Linked DNA regions of Gossypium arboreum: region 1 is linked to region 2. A link is a contact called in public Hi-C data. All regions are on one chromosome and are shown on one strand. Each heading gives the region's core, a stretch centred on a gene start, on an enhancer-like site or on the middle of the called end of the contact. The rest is flanking DNA. Distances are from core to core; before and after follow the strand shown.

What was found. Hi-C and Micro-C count contacts between places; a contact is called where the count stands out from the background.
Region 1: a contact with region 2 is called in a Hi-C map of leaf, with 4 times the contacts expected there. The contact joins the promoter of LOC108489526 here to the promoter of LOC108489196 in region 2. A contact is called at or near these places in 2 of 5 Hi-C or Micro-C datasets (both in leaf).

The regions. Positions count from the first base shown.
Region 1 is chr10:111,741,130-111,745,577 of ASM2569848v2, reverse strand. LOC108489526 (protein REDUCED WALL ACETYLATION 2-like) reads right to left here and starts at 2,182. Exons shown (of 16, transcript XM_017794147.2): 1 at 1,831-2,182; 2 at 1,630-1,721; 3 at 1,390-1,533; 4 at 1,241-1,297; 5 at 1,052-1,124; 6 at 646-804; 7 at 290-439; 8 at 1-212. The coding sequence starts at 1,863.
Region 2 is chr10:111,602,032-111,606,347 of ASM2569848v2, reverse strand. It overlaps LOC108489196 (flowering time control protein FCA), which reads left to right and starts at 1,916. Exons shown (of 19, transcript XM_017793542.2): 1 at 1,916-2,609; 2 at 2,985-3,067; 3 at 3,306-3,384. The coding sequence starts at 2,255.

The DNA of each region.
Region 1 (4,448 bases), core at 933-3,432, 140 kb before region 2:
GGCACTTCCCAAACTAGGATAACCACCAAGAAGCAGGCAATGATTTTTAGAGCAATGACTGACCCTTTCTCATTGTACTTGTTCAGAATACCAAGTGCCCCATAAACCATAAGAGTGAATAGAGTATGCATGGGGCATATATAGTATAGCATATAACTATTATTGAGGACAACACAGCAAAAAAATACCAAGAAATTGAGCCGCCACATCATCTGTTCAATCAAAACACTCAACGTTGGAACTTGAAACATGGAGTAGTTTACATGATCTTTACTTAGGGAACTCATACCTGTGCAAACCTTGCAAGACTGAAATCTTTGCGCACATAATAATATGAGAAGTTCCCAAATCCAGTCATCCAAACATAAGCAGCAATGAAAATTCGGATAGCATTGTAAATCTCTGATGCTGCAAAGTAATGGTACATCAAAAATAAGACCTGCAAAATAAATGGGGGAAAAGTAAGCACAAGACTATCAACAATCCTTGTTCAGCAATGCTGGAACAGTTTGCGTGTAAGCAGCATTGGCCACAAATGTTTGCACTTTCTATGCAACCCAACACATTCTATTATTACAAGTAAACGAAGATCTTTCAAGAATAAAATTTTGCGGGTTTATTGCATCATTTCAAAGAATTACAAACCTGCATCCAACCTTTCCACTCCTCAGTTTGATGTCTGTTCAAATAAAGTATAGATTTCCCTGAAAATGGTGACTTATCATGGTGTATCTTGAATGAAGTTATTGCCGAAACTATGATGAGAAGAAAGTAGAGGAACAAGAAAAGATCCCGGTTGTAACTCTGCATAGACATACAATGAATGAGAGAACTTAATTAGCAAGCAATAATATAGTTTTAAATGATTATTTATTGCAGCAAAACTAAATTTGAAATCCATGACTTACTGCAATATTTTATAAGAAGAACAGAGTGCTCAGCAGTTGTTAACTTCAATTAAAGTTCATTTTTATCTTTTAACAAGTATCTATTATTCTATTTAGACACAATACTATAACTATGAATTATATACTGAAGTAATCATCTTCACCTTTTTCGAAGAGGCAAATACATCAGTACGGTCGCATATGTAATAGTATGCCAAAAGAACACCGAATTCAGATCTATAAGACGAAAAAACAAAAAGAATTGAAAAAAAGAGAGCAAGTTAAGTTACATACTATTAAATCTCTGAAAGAAATGATTCAAATATTAATCAACAAATAAAAAATTCACTTACATTGCTCGAAGTGTCAACCGATTCTCAATCAAGAAAGTTTCATCCATCATAAGAAACCTTAACAAAATCAAAGCATATAAATTCAGTACCTGATCAAAATAGAAAGAAATGAGAAGGAAAGAAAAGAAATCAAGGCTCCAATGACAAACTTGACAATTGGAGACACGGAAGATGTTGAAGACCGCGCTTTAGGAGAACCAGATTGAAGACCTCCGCCTTCCAGTAAAACCGCTCTATCTTCCTCCTTAACGGCACCATTTCCAATTTCGACTAAACTCACATCAGAATGCCTACTAACAGAAATACGAAAACAGAAAATTAATTTTTCACCAATAAAGTACGTTAATTAATTGTAATCGCGTCACAAAATGTAAAAAATCAGAGCTTACGCCTTGGATGCAAGTGAATTTTTCTTGTATTGCAAGTATTCTGCATAGATCCAAGCTGAAATCACCGGAAATACGCCGAGAAAAAACGAAACCTAGAAAAAAATTTAAAAAAAAAAACAAGATTTTTCTTTTTTATATAAAAAAGAAGAAAGTTTAAAATGCAAGATCCGAGAGCGTTGGAGAATGCTGAAGTGAACGCACCTGACCGGGAGTGATCGGGCCGAAGATCATCATTATTTGGAAACTTTCGGCAAACGAAGAAACAAAATGAAAAGTGAAGTTAAGCCGGCAAAATCAGGCGCATTTGAGCGTAAACAGATGAGTTTAAAAAGAAAATTTACAGATCTGATAGAAATCTGGTTTTTCTAGCCAGTGAGTGGAAAGGAAAAGAAAAAGAAATGATAAAGACGACGAAGCGAAGTACAACAATAGATGGATTTGATTCAAAATAGCAGGGCATGTAGAGAAAGGAAAAAAATACATAAAATAACGATTAATTAAAATTAAATAAAATGTAAAGAAACAGAGTTGATAACCGAGAGACCTGTGTTTTTCGTACCATATAACAAATAAATGGTTAAAATATCCTATAACTACATGTACTATTTGTAAATTTAGAATTTAATCTTTATATTTTATTTTAAAAATTTAATTATTTTTGTTATTTAAATTAAAATATATAAGTTATTTGCTAACACTATTAAAATTTATTTTGTTAAATTTAGAGTCATTACAACTTATTTTTTTAGTTATATAGCTATCAATTAGATTATTTTAATTTAAAATATCATACTAATAAATTTAATAAAAAATTTAACAGTATTTAACAATTTGACCTCAATTTTAAAATTATAAAAGTATAGAAATTAATTTTTTAAAATAAAAGTTTAGGGATTGAATTTTAATTTTACAAAGAGTATAGGGACTTATAGTACAGTTTTGCCTAAATAAATTAAAGGAAAATACAACAATAAATAAAGGTTAAATTTATTATTAGTCCTTATACTTTGTGAAAGTTATAGATTTAGTCCCTATACTTTTATTTTATCAATTTTATTCTTTTACTTTTCAAATTGGTCACTTTTAGTCCCTGTACTTTTCAAATATACATTTGATTAAATTCAATTATTAGTATTGTGCCATACTTGCAATTATAAATTTAGTCCAATTTCTCCAATTGTATCATTCTAAGTCCCTATACTTTTTAAAATATAGGGACTAATGACAGAATTTAACCAAAAATAAATATTTACATATAAATTATATATTTAAAAAAATGCGATGTTTTCATGCCCATGAGATGTAGGAATGGAGTAGGGAAATGGAATCGTCATGTTTTGAGTGTCAATTCATGAAGTTATGATGATGTTCAAAAATCATTAAAATTATTACAAAATATAAAAGATTATTTTAATATTTTAAAATGTAATTAAATGCTGATATATCAATTAGTTGTATGTTAATATTTTAGGTAATTTGATAAAAATTTAAGAATTAAAAAGGTGAAATTTTAAATAAAAACAAAAATAACTTTAAAAACCAAAAGAAGTAATTATATTTATTATTTTTAATTAAAATTTTAGAGAAACAGTTGACGTTATAATATTAATTTTTTTTTAAATAAATTTGACTATGGCATATTGGTTTATTTAACTGGTAACTTCAAACTTAGCTATAATGTTAAGAACTTTTAATAAAAATTGACACAATCTTACCTTCCAACTTAAAATAATAATAATAATAATTAAGCTGTATTTAGATTTTATTTAATTTTTAATTTTATTGTTTGTGAAATTAATTTATAATGAAAAAGTTATTGGTTAATTTTGTCACACGTCAATAATTAATTAATTTTAAAATTAAAAAATAAAAATTATTTATAAAATAATATTTTAAAATTAAAATATATAAGAAAACATATTTTTAATTTTTTAAAATTAATTAAATGCTAATATAATTTATATATGAACTACCACGTGGATGCTAGTAAATGTTAATTTTTTTTATTTTGAGATGATTTGAGTTTAAGAAGTAAAAAGCGAAAAATAAAACGAAAGGTTGAATAAATTATTATATTTTAAAAAATTATATTAATAAATGTGATATAATATTAAAGAAATTAATATTGAGTACAAAAATAGAATAATAATTTAAAAGACGCGTGACCGAAATGTAGATGGGATGTGTTGTCGGCAGAAAGTTGGAAATTGTGAAGGGCGTGTTGGTGTTGATATGCCACCGACATTAATTGAGTGAGGATGAACAGTGCGAGTGATAACCCCCAACCATGTATTATTTTGGGCTGGCTGCCATTGTCCATTCTTTTCAACCTTCATCCAATTTTCATCAACCTATAAGCCCATTCTAATTGTAGACCCCCACCCCGTCGCTCCATAGTTTTTATTCAACTTTCAATATCAACTATATCATGGGCCATTGGGCATGGCACACTCCACCATGTTATTTATTTGAAAGATTGTAATCAATTGAAATAGTAAAGTTAAGGTTTTTAATTATTATTTATCGTGTGGAATATATCAAAATTATCGAAACATATTAAAATTTTGATCAGAATTAAATATAAATAATTTGATATCAGTTTAGGATTATTCTAATTGCTATATTTTTATGTATATATATAATGCTAAATTATCATGGTATATAAATATTTCGTTGTAATAAATTTTGATAAGAATGAAATATAAAATTTACTTATGAATGGGTACGATACTAACTATTATGATTTAAATGCTAATTTATCATGTTCAAATTTTATTTGAGTGAATTTTATAGAATTTATATAAAAATATTAAAAAATA
Region 2 (4,316 bases), core at 667-3,166:
GCATATTTGGCAGTTTTAGTTATGTTAGTTTTACAATTTAGTTGAAATTTGTTCATAGTTTGTTTCAGAGTTAATGTGATATCTTGTATTCGAACCAGTCAATCAGGTTGGGTATAAGGTGTTACAGTGGTAATCTTAGCTCTTGGAAAGCCAACCTCTTTTCCCAGTTAGAAGGCTTACGCTCATTCAAGCTACCACAACTTCTATCCCTATTTATTTCATGCAAGTAAATCTCCTCCCAACCTTTATATGAAAAATGATTGACCAAATTAACAGAAACTTCCTTTGGGAGGAATAGAAGTAAAGAGGAAACTCCACCTCACTAGCTAGGATACCATCACTAAACCAAAGCCCCTTAGTGGATTAGTATAAGAAAGGCAAAAAAGAGAAATCATGCTTTAATGGTCAACCTTAGTTGGCGACTTATTCACGAGAGGGGGAGTTTGTGGGTAAGAGTTCTTCTTACCAAGTATATGAAACCCTAAAATCCATATCATCATAATCGCACCGCATCACCTATTTCGAAAGCCTTTCAAAAGACTAGTCATTTTAATGAAGAGGGCTTGAGATGGGTAATCAAATATAGTGGAAATACTAGATTTTAGCTTTATAAATTGATTGGCCTTGGCCCTTTGAGAAAAATCATAATCGGCCCACTCACTTGTGATGATGCTATCCATTCATTTACGGTCATGAAAATGAAAGGCCTTAACATTCCAAATTCCTAGGGATATACTATAGATTTTCCTATGCACCCTTTCCCCCATATAAAGCGTGAACAATCTGCTAGAACTTAACAAACTCGGGAAGATTTTCTCTGGAAAGCACTTATGAAATGATCCATGGTCAAGAAACCAGGAGTTTAAATCTCAACCAGTCAGAACAACATTGGAAAAATATTTGGACAGCAAAACTACCACCCAAGCTTCAATTCTTTCTCTAAAAATCCTTCAAAAAAATCATCCCGACAAAAGACTTCCTCAGACACTGGGAAATGTGATTAAATGAAACCGTGGACTGCTTGTTTTGTAGAAACTCCCTGGAAACAATCGAGCATATCTTTAGAGAATGCACAATAACTAAGGGGTGGTGATCGACTGTTAAAAACCGTGCTCCCTTAAGATCCTATTGGGATAGTAAATGGACCTATTGGCTTGACTTGAACATCATTGAAAAAGCCTGGCTGGTTAAGCCAAAAGCCCGGTGGCCCTTAGTGTTTACATTCATGCTATAAGAGATTTGTCTATTGAGAAATGTCTTACTCTTTACCAATAATCCAAACCCTAATCTTCTCGTCAACTTGACTACAGGAAAAGCAACAAAATTTTTTGCTGCTAGTAGCATTAAAAGAGTTCCACAAGCCTGTTTCATCCTTATTGGATGGCAAAAACCTAAACTTGGCCTTGTTAAGGTTAACATGGATGGCTTTGCATTTAAGAACCCTGGTTGTGTCGGGGCGGGAACTGTTATTAGAAATTATTTAGGGATTGGGTTATAGGGTCGTTTAGATGCATCCCGAGAGCTACAAGCACCGAAGCAAAACTGTGGGCCCTCTGGGATGGACTCAACCTTGCTCTCTATATGACAGTCATTAGCTTAGTAACAAATGCAACTAAGGTAAATCACCTTTTACAAACTTTATTTGGTAATTGCAGGGTTTTCCTACACCGATTCCAACAATGGATGTGAAAGCATATATTTAGAAAAGCAAAACTCGAATTTTAATTTTCAGTTTGACTCTAATGAAGCTCCGTATGAGTTAACTGATATTTTGTTGGTAGATGGCAATGAACTCATGATGTATCGCACGAAAAACCAAACTCAAACTTCATTCAGATTGGGCTAAATGAGACCTCTAAAAGGTCAAAACAATTAAATTGGGCCATTATTAGGGAGCCCAGAAACTACTTCCTATAAAGGGACTTGTCCTGCCGTGACCTGACCCGCTTTGCCCCCTTGAAAACTCCAACCAAAATTCCCTTTCACTTTGCGTATTTTTTGGTCTCTATCTATTTTCTTCTTTCAACTTGTTTTTAGTAGTAACATTTTCTCTTTGTTTTAGTTTCTGCAAATTTCAAGTTTAGGGCTTCAACTTTGAGCTTAAACACACTCAGCAAAGCTGGATAGGTACAGAGCCGACCGCTATGGCGATGGCAACAACACCACCACCAACAACAACCAAGACTCTTACTATAATAACAATAATCACGACCGTTACTATAGAGGACCCTCGCGTTTCTCCGACGCTTCTCCTATGAGCCGCTATAACAGCATTAACACCGACACCAATACTAATTTCAACGATAAGTTCGATGCCCAAGATCCCTACCAACACCGTCGACGTAGCCCTAGCAACTTCCGTGGCAGTGGAGGAGGAGGAGGACATCGTCCCTTCGATAGTCCTCCTCGTCAGCATCACAACAGCGGTGGCGGAGGTGGAGGCTTTCGACCAATTGGAGGTGGCGGAGGAGGGGGAGGGTTTCGGCCTATGGCCGGTGGTTTTGAGGGTAATTATCCAAACCCTTCACCGCATCATCTGCAGCCAGCTCATACGGGACAGAAACGACCTTTTCCATTTTCTGGCCGTGGAGGTGGTTCCCCCAACAGAGGTTCGTTTTGTTGCTTACAATCCAAGTTATTTTATATTTTTCAATTGTAATTTTTCACTCATTTACTGCTTCCACTAATTGAATAATTCGTCAATTCAAAGATTTTAGGGCATTTTCCTTAGCATTTGCTTCTATTTGACGGACTTCCATTTTGAAGTATAAATTTACCAAGTTCTCAATATTTACTTGAATTTTTTGTTCCTTGGATGCATGTATGGTTTTAGCTACAGATCATTTATCTTGAATTCTGCTTTCCATATTCGAATTTTATCCTCCTTTACTGATTTCTGACCATAATAATTGCATCCCCAGACCATTACATTACTTATTTTATCTACTTATACTTTGTTTTTATTTTCTTTTTGCTTTGTCAAGATCGATTTGGTGGTGCTGGCGGTGGGGGCAATTTTGCCAAACTTTTTGTGGGATCTGTACCAAGGACGGCTAGAGAAGAGGATGTAAGTCAGTTCATTTTTTGCATGATACTTTTGAAACTATCATACTCCCGTTTGTACTCTCCTTTTGCTTCCAGATATGTAATTTGATTCACTTATCTTCATATGCTGGATGTCGATTTGATATTTCGAATGAATACCATTTAAGCATTAATGCGATGTAATATTAAGCTATTTTGCATTTTGGGCTTTTTGGTATTATTTCCTGTACAAATGATATTATTTATTCATCTTTTGTCAGATTCGGCACTTATTTGAAGAACATGGAGATGTGATAGAGGTTGCTTTAATAAAAGATAAAAAAACTGGCCAACCTCAAGGTATGTATGAATGTTGTTTCATCCTTGGATATTTGTTATTATACCTATCTTATTTCAGGTGTGCTGAGAGGCTGATAGGAGCAAACTTAAGCTCATCTTCATCTCAGTTTGTTTTTGATACAAGTTCCGCGCTTGTTGGTTTTGGTTGCTACCACCTTTTTTTATGTCACTCCTGTCAAACAAGGAGAGAAATGTAAACTCGCTAAAAACTGGTTTATGTATAGAAAAATGTAGGGAACTTGTACCAGAAATGGAACCTGTCCTTGAAATAATGGATTCTGTTGTGAGGGCATTAGCCAACAATAAACTTTCATGGCAGTGTTTATTTCCATTACTGTAGTATATCTCATATATACATTGAAGGATGTGCTGCTGTTGTATTATGTAAAAACAAGGAACTCTATGATTGTTGTGTTGAATGGTTTATGTCATATTGTTGGTTGGAGGATTTCTGTGGTTGACTTCTATCTTGGAGAATCTGGTAATTCTTATTTTAATACGGGGGTTGAAATTTCTATGGACCAGTTTTATTTTGTTTAGATGGATTTGAATTTGGATGTTTATCTGATATGGATGATTATTAAGTTCTGTGTGTTACAAATTCCTTGATTCTATGCTTTGTTACTTGGAGCTTTACAGGCATCACACTTTTTTGGGATTGATTTATGTGCATGGGAGTTGATTTTTTGGTGACTCTGTATTTGGGCATGTTGGTTGAATTATTTTTATCAGTTGGATGGCTAGTCTATATTGGTTGCCGGCTCATTTTCTGTATCGATTTCTATCCTTATAATATTACTAAAAGTTCTGTGGGAATTCTCTTTTCTACAATAGAAAATTAGTTGCTGCTGCTGCTGTATCTTGTGACTGCAACCTGATGCAGCAGTTAGCATTGGTTATTTAATCGGCAAATTTGCGCTTATGCTCCAGGT